Linked DNA regions of Sus scrofa: region 1 is linked to region 2. A link is a contact called in public HiChIP or PLAC-seq data. All regions are on one chromosome and are shown on one strand. Each heading gives the region's core, a stretch centred on a gene start, on an enhancer-like site or on the middle of the called end of the contact. The rest is flanking DNA. Distances are from core to core; before and after follow the strand shown.

Region 1 (7,946 bases), core at 1,139-3,638, 140 kb after region 2:
ATTTCATACACATATTTCAATGCATTTTGTCTACATAAAAGCTGTTGGCTGGATTTTAAGCAAACAATTGTGCAGTGCATGTCTGTGCATCTTTGTTCAACTCAGAAAAATCTGACCTAGGATTGATGGTCTTTGGTGATTCCACCATCAAATTTTTTTCAAGAAAATAAATATTGGAAAATCATACTGGAGGCAAAAAAAAAAAAAGCAAGATATCTTTCAAGAGTCCCTCTTCCATTTTACAGTTGCTCAGTAGTTTCTCTGCTCTGCTGAGGGGTAATGAATTCTATCTTTTCAGTGGCAAAAGGGTACAGAACTATCAACGAGGCACTGAGTGTAATGTGGTAAAGGCATCTTATAACCTGCAATTTTAGTGGGCAAGACAATGGTAAAAAGTATGAAGAATGAGGGGCTCCACCAAGCACCTGTTCTGCATCTTTGAAAAGAGACATCACATCCCAGTGAATCCATCAGCACCTCCTACCCCAACCAAGCCCTCAGGGGAAGCAGCAGAGGGTCCCAGCCCCTCCCTCGGGGAGTGTGCAGCCGGGGGTGGGGAGCCCTGGCCGAGTGGGGTCAGCACATCCCATCTCGTCGCCCACACACGTCACAGAGGCATGGCTGCTGACATGTTTCCTTAAGGGACAAATAAATCTTGAGTAAATCCTGGTCCATGCGCCCAGATCCTACTTGTTGTCTGCCCCCTCTGAAGGCTGTGCCCGGCCCAGCAGGTCCCTTTACATCGAGCGCTGCCACCTCCTATGACATAACCCAGTGATATTTATAACCCGCTCATTAGAACATATCTCATCTTTCCCAAAAGCCACAGAGCGGGTCAGCCGGTGCAGAGCTGGCCACCAGCCTCTGCGGGCTGTGGCAGATGCTCTAGATATTCGGCTCTCTTCTTGGATGACATTTTAAATGGCACGAAAGTATTAAATCAAACTGAATGTGGGTTCTGTATGTTACGAGCACTCACAAGGGCTATTACTTCGTATCTTATACCTACATGACATCCCAGGACTCTCATTCACAAGAACAGCCCCAGAACTTGAAGGGAACGCTTTGCTGGCAGAGCTACAGAAATACGCCCATATTCCTCTCACCCACACATAGCAGATGATATCAGATCAGAAGCTTTACGGTGGCATAAAAAGAGAAGCTTGGGCTCAGGACTCCGGGCAGCACCAAAGGGGACATGAATCAAAATTAGGTAACAGGCTCTGGGACGCGCGATCTCTGCTGCTCTCCCCTGCATTTGTTTTTACGGCATCCGTGTTCACTGGCTTTGGACTGAAGCTCAGTTCTCTTAGGGAACATGAGGCGAAGGAAACAGCTACGGCTGGAAAAGGGAGGGGAGGAAGGACTGGGCTGATGTCACTCCAGGATCGCAGCTTAAGCGCCTACTATGTACTAAAAGCATGGCATTTTCAACCGTATGCAGTAAGGGTAGGACTGGGACCATGTCGTTGGAGACCCAGTTTAAAGGGTTGTTCAAACAGGGTGGAAATTAGGCCTGGAGGGGGTAGTTTCAAATCCCAATGTTATAACTCAGGGAAGGCTACCAGATAGCAAGTGGCCATTCGGAAGGTCTCCCGTGCCTTCCTTGTGGAATGAGAAACACATCCAGTTACAGATGCACCGAATTTTCTAGCTATAATGATCCAACACAACTTAGTCCATTGCAACCCTGGAGAGAAACGGCCTGCCCAGGTTCACACGGCCAGTGAGAGGGCAAGCTGGGAGCTTCCAACCATACCCACCACCTTCCTGACAAAAGAGATGTGAACTCTCAAAGGGACATGCAACCCAAGAAGAAAACAAAATATGGACGCTCAGGTCTAGGGTTTACGTCATTAATATGCAAATGAAAGTGTATATCCAATCCAAATCTGATGCATACAGGTGGTCCCAGCTACTGAGACACTCCTAGGAACCGGTTCAAAATTGGAAAGGAAAATCAGCTGGCCCAAGTGAAGCAGCCTGGGGTCTGCAGATGAGGCCTCAGAGGCCCTAACTGAGAACTGATGGGGAGAGTCCACTCCCCTCTAAGGCCAAGGCAGTTTCTCCCGCGCAGGACTGAGGCCCTCTGGTGGCGGCTGGAGGAAGTCCCTGTGACTGAGGGGATGCCACCCAGGAGAGGCCAAACCAGGAGGGACGCAGGGCGCGCTCCCAAGGCACCGCACGCTGCCTTTGAGGCAAAGGCAAGTTTTCCTCAAACGGTTTCCAGTTTGTTTCTGGGAAGAGCTTAGGATTCAGAATCAAATTCTTCTTGAAGCTGGGAAGAATCCTGCTGGTAAACAAAGGCTCCTCAGGAACCACAAGGAAGGCTCGGAAGGCCTCGGGCTGCACTAGTCAAATAAGTGTGCCACCGTCAGGACCAAGCCGAGGTGGCCTGTCCAGCCCCAGAGCAATGTGACAACCGGAGGGAGAAGGCACTGGAGGGGAGAGACTGCACATTTTAAATATAAGAAAAGGGAAAAAGTGTCCTAAATGCAAAAGCATACAATTCTCAGCAACTCCTATACCACCCATGCTTTTTTTTTTTTTTTTCAGTCACATAATTTTATTCAAGTCGTCACTTCCACTGTTGCCATGACAGCAGAAAAAATTTTTTTTCCTTAAGCTAGATGGAGAATCACGATAGAATGGAACAAAAAAAGAAAAGAACTTGCAAGCATTACATTCTAAATGCTACGAAACACCCCGATTTGAGGGAAATAAACAAAAGCCACATGATTGCTTTCATGTCTCTCAACTATGAGTTTATTCTTGCCATGCTGAGACCCAGGCCTAAAATGATCTGTTGCTTTAAAACGCCACTCCAAACTGAAGAGGAGAGAGCCAAGGAATTTCCCCCGTTTGGAGGGTTTCCGCAGCCCCTTGACATGAGGTCATTGATTCCATTTCAGAATTCACTATGGCAAACTATTCTCAAAAGGAAGGTCCTTGCCGGCACTGGCAAGCTGTCGGAATTCGGGGTGCACCTCCTGCACCTCGCTCCAGCAAGCTTCCCGAGTTGGGTGCAGGTCCCTCCACGTGGACCGGTTCCCAACAGCTCAGCTGTTACCCAGGGGAGACAGGGCCTGCGAGTCCCCTGAGCACCAGCCGGCTGTTCAGCCTGATGGGCAGGCAAGACCTGCCACTATCTGTCCCCCCTCCAGCAGGGAGAGCGGAGGCCCGCATCCCTCAGCCTTGCTCTGCTGCAAACCTGAGCAACCTCCTGCTCCGTCCTGGGCAGGAAAGCCCACCCGCAGTCCTGCTTCTCTTGACCACTTCCATGTTGTTTTCTCTCCTCCCTTTTCAATCTGATTTCTTCATCCTCCTCCTGAGCCTCCTCCTTCAGCGCCTTGCCTGCTGGCCCTTAGGTCAGTGCAGAAGCATGACTTCCTAAGGACACCCAGGGGCACTGGCTGGCCAGCATTTGACTCTTGGGCCCTGAAAGCCGCATTTTCGAAGGCTGGTTTCTGAAACGTACATTTTTACATACAAACCTACAGCAGTGCCTGCTTATTCTGTTCTGTGCCTTTGAACCACATTCTCAGCTTTTTAGTGCTGTCACTGGTGTCTCCGCACTAGCAAACCAAGGGGGAAATGGATACGGGAAGGAAGCCAGAGATCCGAAGTTAAAATCGAGATGGAAAACCAAGGCTGGGAGAGACTCGGAGCCTGGAGAACCAATTTGCCTTGCGATGGGCAGCTGCCTCCACAGCAAACTCAATATATTTATATTTTTACATTCCTTTGGGGGGGGACAGAGTGGGAAATACAATTCTCCCCCCTTAACTTGTCCTTCCAAATTATCTTCTAACCTCAACGTCTGGCCCAGGCCATCAATGCACGTAAATCAGTATCAACGGTCACCGTCATGCAAATTCCAAGTTCTGATGTGAATAAAATACTTTTCATAGTGGATACCCGATTCCTAAGAAACAAAGAAAAGATACCCCTGCTGGCGTATATTCAGTATTTTTTCACTATCTCCCTTATCTGTGGTTGAGGACTTTATAACTAAAGATGAATTACAGAACAAGCCAACACAGTAGATCTCCTGGAGTTAAGAAATCTTTTGGCTTTTTCAACATTTCTTTTTCTTACCAACTGGCGCCTCTGTAACTTTTTTTTTTTTTTTTTTTTTTTTTTTTTTTTTTTTTGCCTTTTTATGGCCGAACCCTCGGCATATGGAGGTTCCCAGGCTAGGAGTCCGATCAGAGCTACAGCTGCCAGCCTACACCACAGCCACAGCAATGCCAGATCCGAGCCGTGTCTGTGACCTACACCACAGCTCACAGCAATGCCGGATCCCTAACCCACTGAGCGAGGTCGGGGATTGAACCCTCGTCCTCGTGGTTACTAGTCGGGTTCGTTAACCACTGAGCCATGATGGGAATCCTTGAACCTCTTAAGCAGTAGGTTATTTCAGTAATCTCTGATCAAGCACTGCTGCGCACCGAGATCCAGGCTTGTCCTTGAGGACACAGTGGCGAATAAGAGACAAGAGCAGGAAGGGTGGATGGCTTCACACCCCCCATAAGAATGGAAGCGCCTTGAGGACCAAGATCTCTGTTTTGCTCACTGACATATCCCAAGCCCCTCAAACAGAGCTGCATCCAGAAGGTGCTCAATACGTATGGCTGAATGAATGAAATTCAGAACTACCATGAGCGGAAGGAGCCAAGACCCCCCAGGGGACACTTTTGCTGCCTGTTTCTTGCCCCCTTCTTTCTGGCTGCACACGGTGGGCAGGCTTCGTGCTCTTAACTAATACATCCCACATGTCCTCAGTTGTGTTTGTAGCAGGGGTGCCACGGGGAGCAGTGACACACTTGTAGGAGGCTATGTACTCAGTGTGCCCAGCCTGACATGTTCTAGAAAGTTGTGTGAATAATGAAGATTTCAAGACTTAAAAAAAAAACAAAAACAAGGAAAACCAAAACCTTTCAGACATTTCAGGGAAGATTTGCTGCCCAGGTGCCTTTCCACCTGCCTCTTTATCTGAACAGTCCTAAGTCCTCCTTCAAGACTCAGGTCAAAGCCGCCCCTGAGAACATTCTCTGAGCTTCCCCAGGAAGACACGGCACCGCCTCCTGATGCTGCCAAGTGCACGCGTATTTTGAGTAGAGACAGCTTTCAGCGAGCAGACTTTCATTGGCATTTATGTCTGTGGGCACCTGAAGAGCACAGGCCCTCTCTACCCATCCCTTCTTGTCCCGATGACCTCACAGAGCCAGCCAGGTACCCAGAGACCCTTAGTAAGCTGTGTACCCTCGACAGATAGAAAAAGGTGAGGGCAATCTTACATTCTGAAAGCCCTTTCCCATCTCCGGGCTGAAAAGAGGTTTCTTGATGACAAAGGGGACGAGTGAAGCCGATATTTCTTGCGCCAGGAGACCCACCTGGACAATCAGTAGCTGGACACTGTCAGCACTTAGAGCCCTAGAAAAGCAGAAATGTATGTACCATGTGTCTACAGGCCAATTTCTTTTTCTTTTTCTTCCTTTTTTTTTTTTTCTTTCTGTTTTTGCCTTTTTTTAGGGCCCATGCACTGCATATTGAGGTTCCCAGGCTAGGGGTCAAATTGGAGCTGCAGCTGCCAGCCTGCACCACAGCCACAGCAATGGGGATCTGAGCCGCGTCTGCAACCTACACCATAGCTCACGGCAATGCCAGATCCTTAACCCACTGAGTGAGGCCAGGGATCGAACCTGAAACCTCATGGTTCCTTGTCAGATTCGTTTCCACTGCACCATGACGGGACCTCCAACAGGGCAATTTCTCTTCGTCCTCAGGCTGGGGGATTGCTTCTCTTTCATTTATACAACCCTTAGTATCATCTACGTGGAAAAAGTCTGGAATCAAAACCAGATCCCAGACCTGGAAAGTGGGAGAGGAAGAAGACATACTTCACAGTCCAGGAGACCACGTCGGGCGAGCTGTCAGGGAGCTGTTTTTCCCAAAATGGACTCCAGCTTCGCCCTCTCTGCTCTCTTTGCTGGGATCCAGTGACACGCATTTGTGAAGACAGATGGCCTGCTGCAGTCAGGGGCCAGGGATCAAACCCACAACCTTGGCCTCATTAGCAAAGGACTCTCTCTGATCACTGGAGCGAGCCAGCTGCAGCCTAGATACAGTGACAACCAGGCAGGCCGGGATGTGAACAAGCAGGCCAAGCTTCCGGAAGTCTCATTTCAAACCTAATGCGTGGTGAACTAGGCTTAACCACATTTTTGGACTATCTCAGCAACGATAGCTTCCTGGTGACAAAGGCAAAGTAAACCAGGCATTCGGGTCCCCTGGCCTGGCAGCGTGGCATGGTGTGCAGGCGCTGTGTCCTGGGCATCAGGGACACAAGGTGACAAGACATAGGGCGCCTCAGGGAGCCGGGCTGGTCCCTCCCGCACAGTGTGCTCATGGCTGGGCTGCATGCAGACAGACAAACTGCCACAGGGGCTCACGGAAAAACAGCACACGCTCCCCTCACCCCAACCCTGAGGCATCTGGGGAAACGTGGGATGTGGAAAGGCGTGCCCATCCCCTGTCCCTCTTCCTTTCAACATCTGGAAATAAATCAAAGGACATCAATCTTCATTGAGAAATATATACTGAGTGTCCACTAAGCGCAAGGAGAGGATCTCGGGGATGCGATGGCGGGCTGGCCCGTGAACGCACTTGCTACTGGACCCGTATCACAAGGATGCTCAACTTGACCCGAGAAGCCTCACGGTACCTAACACAGAACTGGACTCCTCATTCTCCCAACCGTTTTAGCAAACAAGTCAGAGCTCATCTAACATCTAAGGTTTGCTCTTCAGAGCATCCACCTGGAAATCTAGGCACGCGTCTCTGCTCTCAAACTTAGACAAAATGGAACATGGACTCTGGAGCCAGACTGGGTGCAGACCCAAGCTTCACCGTTAACTAGTTGTTGACCTTGGGCCAGCGCTGTGCCTCAGTTTCCTCATGCATAAAACAGTGATAGCAGGAGTTCCCATCATGGCAGAGCAGAAACGAAGCCGTCTAGGAACCATGAGGTTGCAGGTTTGCTCCCTGGCCTCACTCAGTGGGTTAAAGATCCAGCGTTGCTGTGAGCTATGGCGTAGGTCAAAGATGCAGCTCAGATCTGGCGTTGCGGTGACTATGGTGTAGGCTGGCAGCAACAGCTCCGATTTGATCCCCTAGCCTGGGAACCTCCATATGCCGTGGGTGCGGCCCTAAAAAGACAAATAAATAAAATTAAATTAAATTAAATTAAATTAATAAAATAAAATAAAATGGTGATAGCAAACGTCCCGACCTCCCGACGGGTTGTGGGAATGAAATGAGTTAATACACAGAATACGTGCTTTTTAAATGTTTGCCATTATTATTACTATGATCCTCAAAACTCTGCCATTGCAGAAACCCTCCTGGAATCTAACTTCTTTGGAGTCATTTAATTTTGAAGAAAAAAAAAAAGATACTCCTTTCACGTCCAAGCAGGCAGCAGAGGCAGGTGAGGAGAGGCTGAGTGGGGGCGGCCCCCAGGCCAGGCCTGTCCGAGGGACCCAGTCGGAAGCAGGCCGGACAGCCTGGGCAGAGAAGGGGCAGCTCAAGGCCTCTGCCATTCTTCCTGGGGCACTAAAGCCGTAGGGCCTGGTTTGAGGCAGCGTGGAGCCGTCTGGGAGTCTCCCACGTTCCTGTGAGTCGGGCCAGATACCTCGCTGGGGCCCAGGAAAGCCTAGCAAGTTGGGGACAGAAAAGAAGAAGCGGGCACAGGTTGAGCGTGATCCCGAGAAGAAGGATAGGCAGGGAGCCTGGAACGCGGGCCGTCGGGAAACAAGGCGAAGGAGCCAGTAGGGCTCGAGGCCGCAGCAGGGCCTGGGCCTCAGGCTGCACCTCTGCAAAGTGGGGCTGATGCCTCCTCCGAGGCCTGATGAAGGGGACGCCCGCAAGGCTCCTGGCTCAGT
Region 2 (7,388 bases), core at 2,261-4,760:
CTACTGGGCTAGAACAATGGGGGAGGGGCCCGGGGTCCCTTTCGGGATTCTCAGAGGCCCTGGACGGGCTCAGCAGAACCAGCCTGACAGCCATCTGGAGTGATTCTTCCTTTAGGGCAAATTTCCCCCAAGTGGCATGCTTAGGTCAGAGGATAAGATGCTTTAAGTCTCTCCAAATAGCTTGCAAATTATATCCCCAAAAGGCCGTATCACGTTTTAGCCATTTACAAAGTTTCAGTGGTCAGTCCTCCTTTCCACACCCCTCCATCATTACTCTTTATTTTTAGAAATTTTGTCATCACAAGTTGTCCCTCCTTGTTGAAACCTGCATTTCTTCAATAACAATTGAGGTTAAATATTTAGAATTAGAAGACATTCATCTGTTATAACTGTCTAGCCCATTTTTGACTTTGAGATTTTTTTTCCCCCTTCCTTCCCTCTTTCCTTCCTTCCTTTTCTCCTTTTCTTTTTAAGGGCTGAGCCTGAGGCATATGGAAGTTCCCAGGCTAGGGGCTGAATCAGAGCTGCAGCTGCTGGCCTACACCACAGCCTCGTCACCTTGGGATCTGTGTCACAGTTTGCAGCAATGCTGGATCCTTAACCCACTGAGTGAGGCCAGGGATCGAATCCGTATCCTCATGGATACTAGTCAGGTTCTTAACCTGCTGAACCACAGCGGGAACTCTCTGGAGATTTTTTTTTTTTTTTTCTGTGAACAAACGTTTTTAGCTTTTAAGTTGAATGTATTGAGTTTCGGTTATGTATGTATTTATTGGCCAGGTAGGAGGGTGGCTCCCTTCCTAAAGCTTCGGAACAAGAGAGGGAGCAGAAGCCAGTGCTCGCAATTAGGACTTTACCTTGGCTCCTGGAATTTGCTCTCCTCAGGCTGCAAGGCCTTCCCGTTCTCCAGTGAGAACTGCTGGGTCTCAGCTGCCTTCCCCGGCTGGTCAGGGGCAGGTGCGCAGGGACCCCCCTGAAAGCCCCTCCCTACCTGATTGCACACGAAGCCGCCATCTGCACGTGGTTTTCTGCTCACAGCTCTCTCCTGCTCCCTCCCCACCAGGAGGGGACAAGGGAGCTGTGTGTTGAGCACAGGGGCCGACATTCAGCAGGGACCCGGGCTTCCTGGCACCGAGGAACATTAGTACAGCCGTAAGTGCTAGCAGTGCTTGTGACTCTAAGTGACTCCAGAGCAATTGCACATGGGCGTGGCCAGGACATGTGAGCATCTGTGTGCAAGGCCCGCTTTTATGGCTGCAGAGAAAAAGCCCTATTATGTGCTTGGAAATGGACTTGCTCTGGGTCTTCCTACTCGCATTCTGCAGGCGAGGAAGCCAGGGCTCCTGATGGCTTGGTTTCTGGCCCGGGCCTCAGCTGGCTACGGCAGAGCTGGGCCAGAACCCGTGTCTCCCAACTCTTAGGGCCCCCTGGAAGTCGGTCTGTGTGTGGGGTGCAGGGTGGGGTGGTGCATAATCACGTCCATCTCCCCTCGGGGCGCTGCCCCCACTCCCGCCCTCCTTCACAGAAAACCCCACCGCTTGACACCCTGGCCTCCCAACCTCAGAGGTCAGGTGGGAAGAATGGAGGCCACTTTCCCAGGACCTGAGGGCTACTGAGCTCCCCGCTCCTCTCTTCCAGGGGAGGTTATCAGCTTGCGCTCATTCTAGAAATTCCAATTTAGCCAACAGAGATATGAAAGTAGGGAGGGGGGTCGGGGTAACAGCAGCAAATGTTAGCATTTAAAGGTTACGGGAGCCCCGTCGTGTTCTTTCAAGACAAGCCTTTCTCAGTCCATGAAATTACTGAATACAGGAGCTCCTACTGTGGCACAATGGGATCAGTGGCATCTAGAGAACCCTGGGACACAGGTTTGATCCCTGGCCCAGTACAGTGGGTTAGGGATCTGGTGTTGCAGCAGCTTCGGCTTAGGTCACAGCTACGGCTTGTAATTCCATATGCTGCAGGGCAGGCAAAAAAAGAGAAAAAAAGTCACTGAATACACACATCTTTTTTGAGTGGCTCTAGCAGGCAGGGAGACACAGACTGTGTGTTTGGCCAAGGGTGATGGGGACAAGCCACCAGGCAAGCCAGCAAGAGGCGTGGAGATGGGGAATATAACAGGTCTCACTGGCTCTGCCGCTCTGCTCCACTCTGTTCCTTCCCCAACACAGTGTGGTTTCCCCATCGGGCACCATGCGAGGCACTTGTCCTTGGCTCCTCTCACAACACCACTGCTTTAGATAGAAGGAGACAGGTTCTGAAAGGCCAAGTGCCCTGCCCAAGGTCACAGGGCGCATGAGTATGGAGCTGCAGGCCAGCCTAGCTCTGCCCGAGGCCAAAGCCCCTCCTCCCCACTGTGGCTTCTCACCTGCTCGCTGCTGCCTCTGTCGCTTTAAGACACAAGCCCGGTGCCCCTCAGGCACTAACCCAATTACATTTGAGCTAAAACAAACGGGCACCTGCCAGGCTGTCTCTCCCTTCCATTTCCCCCAACGCTGATGGCTGGCTCTGGTGCTCCTTCCTCCGGTTATGAATGGGGAGGTGGCTTCTCTCCAGGGCACAGCTTGTTGGAAGCATCCTGTATCGTCCCTCAAGGACTGGGAGGCTCCTTACCTCTCTTGGGTGGCCCATGGGCTGGCTGTGATCTTTTTTTTTTTAATGGCCGCACCTTTGGCACATGGAAGTTCCTGGGCCATGGATCGAATCCAAGCCACAGCTGTGGCGATGCTGGATTTTTTAATCCACTGCACAGAACCGGGGATTGAACCCATGCGTCTGTAGCGACCTGAGCCACTGCAGCCGGATTCTTAACCCACTGAACTACAGCGGGAACTCCCTGGTTGTGATCTTGAGGCTTGGAATGATTATTGCAGACACCAAAGGACTGGGGAGGGGATCTTATTAGCCAGAAAGTAGACCAACAAGGTGTGGAGGCTGAGGAGGCCCAGGGCCTGGGCTCAGCAAGGCCTGGAGGTCACTGTTCTCAGAAGCAATGACCTGTTTCCACCCTGCTGGAGTGGGAACAAGGACACCAGTTCTTTTGCTGGGAGTTTTGTTTAGAAAACGGCAGGCTGCTGAGTCTACCCTATCGGGGGGTGGTGGGGGGGCCCAAGCCAGGATACATGGTAGGGGCAAGCGCACCCCATAAAACGCCTGCAGGAACCAGCCACTGGGCTAACCTGAGCCATCGCCCTCAGCGCTGGGCAGCGGGGAGTCTCTGCGATTCTCTAGAGTTCTAGGGTTCTTGTGGGCTTGGAAATTTCCAGCCCATCCCTGGACTCAGATTCTGAACATAGGAACAGGCTACCATTTCCAGATGACCTTGAAGCTTCCTGAGCAATCTGTTTAGTGGAATTAATTCCTAAAGCTGGAGCAGCTCGGAGAGACATCTCAGACTTGCCAGGGGCTGCCAGCTCAGGCTTGGCAAGGGAATGAAAAATTGGCCTCTGCCCAGTGCCCCAGTGAGCCAAGAGCAGCTCAGAAATCAGCCGCACAGTGAGACCAACCAGAACCAGCTCCAGCTGGGGTCTGAGTCATTGCTTGGTGCCTGCATTGCTGGTGGGTTGGCCAGAGGTAGGCTGGGGCCTGGCCGGCAGGACCGACTACCTCCCAAGCCCCTCTACGTTGTGAGGCTGTCCCTGGCTTTGATGTGCTCTTATGAGCTAGAACTTTGATGCCCTTTTCATTCTTCAGGCCCTGCTTCCTCTCTTGTCCAGAGATCAAAGGCTTAACTCCTGTTCTCTCCACCAGCTGGTTCCAGCATTCTCCCTGTACAGACCTCGTGGTTCGTCCAGGCTGACTGGTCACCCCAGGTATTTCTGCAGCATGCAGCCTCCCAGCCCCTTCCACATCCCAACCTGAGTCAGGCCCAGCCTGGTCCCACCTGCTGGAGCTCTAGCCCATTCCCCCAAAGCCCCGAGCATCCCCATTCCACCCCCAAAGCCCAGGCCATACCACCACCCCCTAGGCAGCACTACCCAGAGGCACACAGCTCCCACCTCCAGCCCTCAAGCTGGCAGGAGATTTTGATGACTAACATATTTCATTACCATGATAACCTGTCCCCTCTCCTCTCCCCTGCCAGACCCCAGCCACGTGTGGGGACACAGATGTGGGCAAGAAGCAGTCCTGTTCTCAAAGCTCGGGGTCGACCCTAGCAAGCTGGGTGCCAGGCACTGGGCTAGGCCTTGGCCGCCAAGATTCCACTTGACTCTCACTCGCCTCTGCGCGTCAGGGTGACAGCGGATAACGCTGGCACCTGCCTACAACACCCCCACAGGGTGTAAGTGGCAGAGCCGAGGCGTGATCGCTGCAGTCCATGCCCCTAGCCCCAGGCCCTCTCTCCTTCTCTTGGAGATGCTGTGCAAACAGGCCTCGCCTCTGCCAGCCCTGCTGCTTCTGGAGCCGCCGGCAGAGAGGACCAGCTGGGCTGGGCTTCCGAGGAGATGGAACTGCTGAGGGGGTAACTCATTAGTCCCTTTCTTCAGACACAAATGAAGACAGCTTCCCAGGCTTGTAATTATTGTAATCAGGTGTTTTGTACAAATAAGATCTTGGTGATGCACCAAATTGGAAATAAGGGATTAAATTAAACCTGTTCTTTCAAACGAAACAAAATGGACTTGGCTAGTTTGAGGACAATTAGCAACTTCCTTATTCATGTTTGTGTGTGTGTGTGTGTGTAAATTGCTGCCCAAGGACTAAACACCTTGCCACATGCTGAGGGCGTCTGGGCAGAGGCCCGTACAGGCCCCAGGGCTCAGGGCAGACTTCCTGCTGCAGCTCTGGCTCTGGGAAGCACCTGTGTCTATGTTCCCAGGAGACCAATAGCAGGCCTGCAGGACCAAAGCCCCTTGGGGATTGTAGACACGCGTGGGGTGCTCGTCCCAGGTGCCAAGTCAGCCCTCTGCTGGGTTCAAGGGCATGTGTCATCAACCCCTGCTTGTCCCCCTAGAAGTTCAAGTACAGGCAGATAACATCTCAGCAAGAAAACATCCTTCCCAAAGCTGAGCTACCACTGAAAAAGAGGTCACGTGGCCCAGCCCTGGTCGGGCTGCAAGCCAGCAGTCTTTCTCCATGAGGCTGTTGCTTTTTCCCAGGCTGAGGGCTTTGGAATCAAACAGCAGGATAGAGATGAACAATTCTCCCGCGCTTCCCCGGCCCTGTTGCTGTGCAGACCCCGCCCCGCGGGCACTGCTCCCACAGGGCCATTGCTGTATCAGAGCTGGCCTGGGTTTGGCAGAGGTCTGCTGGGCCCCACCAGGGTTGGGGAGGAAGTCTGACATCAGGGGTGGGACTGGAGCACCTACAGAGCTTCCCATTCCATCCTGGCTTGGAAACTCCACCATCCCACCATGGCAGGGTGGGGGCGGGATGGGGGCCCTGGGGCAGCGTTGTCAGGAGGCTCCTCCCCAAACACAAATGAACCTGGCAGGATGAATGCTTGGATCCATCAGGGCCTACGAATCTTTAGTGCCTAAAGGATTATAACCAATGTTTGCAAAGTGCTTTCATAACTGTCCCATGTCCCAGGTACTAGTCAGGTGGCTGAGCTCCATGGCTGCTCCCCCACTAGGCTTTGCTGTGAGTGCCTGGCAGGTGGGGACTGGGTGAGCGGGGGTGCTATCTGCACCGCCAGGCCTGGTGCTGAGCCGGGGAGACAGTGATTAGGGCAGAACGAAGAAGCGACAGACATCAGATATCTAAGAAATGACTCCGTGTAGAGCCACCACTGACCAAATCCAGGTCTGCCCAGCCTGGGCCCGTGCTCGTGCCCCCACAGCATGCCTTGGAGAGGGTGAAAGATTTCCCCCACACCTGGGAGCCAGGGGCCCCGTCCTGGATGGGGGCTGATGACCAGATCTGCAGCCTTGCCCAAGGCTGGTCTGCACCTGAGCTGCTGGGACCATTCAAGGAGGCTGGGGACAAAGACAGTTAAGCCACCTCCTCCTGGTGGAATTTCTGTCATCAGGACCCTGGGATTGTGACGGCAGCTAAAGGAAAGCCCCTCTCCCCAGCTTGTCACTCTCTGGGACCATGATGGGGCTGCTGAGCTGGCTGTGGCCTGAGCTGTGGAGGTGCTGGCTGCTGGGGGTGCATCAGGGGATAAGGACACAGGCTGTGTGAGCCGTGGTCCCTGCTAGAGGGACCCACTGGGGGCAGGGGGAGGGCAGAGGGGAGGTTAAGAGCATGGGCCCTAGGCGCCCCAGAACTGGGTTTGAATCCTAGCTCCACCAGGACTTAGAAAACTCCCTTGGGGCCTCAGGTGTTTTAGCTGTCTCATGGGGACAAGGGCCAGTTTATAGGGGAGCAGAGAGGCCAAAGTGAGTCTGTAAAGTGCTCAGTGTACTAAACCTCCCGTATTATGATTATGAGATTATCATTACTACTAATGACTGAGGCGGGGAGGGCACCTGTGACGCCCATGACTGGAGGATTCACCCCTGCCGTCCCTGACGCCCTTGACAGCAACAGCGACCATCTGACTTGCCTTTGCACTGCAGCACCTGCCGTGGGTCTGGCTCATCTGAGGTTCTTGGTGAATGTTTGTTGAATGGACAGATGGATGGACGAGGGGATGGTGTAGACGCGGTGTGACGGACGGAAGGATGGAGGGGGGATGGTGTAGACATGGTGTGACGGACGGAAGGATGGAGGGGGGATGGTGTAGACGCGGTGTGACGGATGGACGAGGGGATGGTGTAGACGCGGTGTGACGGACGGAAGGATGGAGGGGGGATGGTGTAGACGCGATGTGATGTGGGGAGGGGAGAGTCAGGAGTGGTCTCTTCCAGGGTTTTTGACTCACGAGCCCTCAGGTCCCTCCCATGCCAGACCCGGCTCACTCAGCCTCCTCTGCCTTCCAGGGACATCAGCACAGCGCTGAGTGGGAGACAAGGGCAGCCCTTGTGGGAGAAGGTGGCCCTGTTTCCACCAGAGCCCAGGAGCTGCCATGGCCTATCCTCAGGCTATTTGCTCACACCCTGCAGATCTGATACTGCTCCCCAAGAAAACCCCAGAACCCGCTTGCAGACTTTCTGATCCTACACTCTTACAGATGAGGAAGCAGGGGGCCAGAGAGGAGGAGAGCCTTGCTCAAGGCCTCAGGCCCTGAAGGTGCTGGGATGAGAGGCCCTGGCATGTGCCTGGCATGTGGCGAACACCCTGAGTTTTAGCCTCGGGGCCCAGGGCTCTAACACTGCCCTCCAGCCAGCTGCTGGCTGCTTATCCTGCCAGCTATGTGCACAGGGGCTATGTGCATGGTAGAGTCAGAGCTTTCGGGAAGCCTATCAGGCCCCCAGGGGTGGCTTCCAACACCCGAAGGGAAACAGGACCCCACACGAGCTCCTGCTCTTTCCCAGAGGCTGCAGGTGGGCTGGTCTGGGAGT

What was found. HiChIP or PLAC-seq counts read pairs in DNA pulled down with a chosen protein or histone mark.
Region 1: a contact with region 2 is called in an H3K27ac HiChIP or PLAC-seq map of skeletal muscle. The contact joins two enhancer-like sites. A contact is called at or near these places in 1 of 47 Hi-C or Micro-C datasets (skeletal muscle) and 2 of 2 datasets of contacts at active chromatin or transcription factors (alveolar macrophages and skeletal muscle).

What each region holds. Positions count from the first base shown.
Region 1 is chr7:112,411,578-112,419,523 of Sscrofa11.1, forward strand. The region is part of intron 5 of TTC7B (tetratricopeptide repeat protein 7B); the gene reads right to left. Among named protein-coding and RNA genes, the nearest start is that of TTC7B, 100 kb to the right of the region's middle. Within about 2 kb of position 2,389, at least 12 of the 83 cell types and tissues checked have an H3K27ac peak or open chromatin away from gene starts, as enhancers often do. A contact at or near this core is called in skeletal muscle, where this site is marked.
Region 2 is chr7:112,272,836-112,280,223 of Sscrofa11.1, forward strand. All of the region lies in intron 19 of TTC7B (tetratricopeptide repeat protein 7B), which reads right to left. Among named protein-coding and RNA genes, the nearest start is that of CALM1, 120 kb to the left of the region's middle. Within about 2 kb of position 3,511, at least 33 of the 83 cell types and tissues checked have an H3K27ac peak or open chromatin away from gene starts, as enhancers often do. A contact at or near this core is called in skeletal muscle, where this site is marked.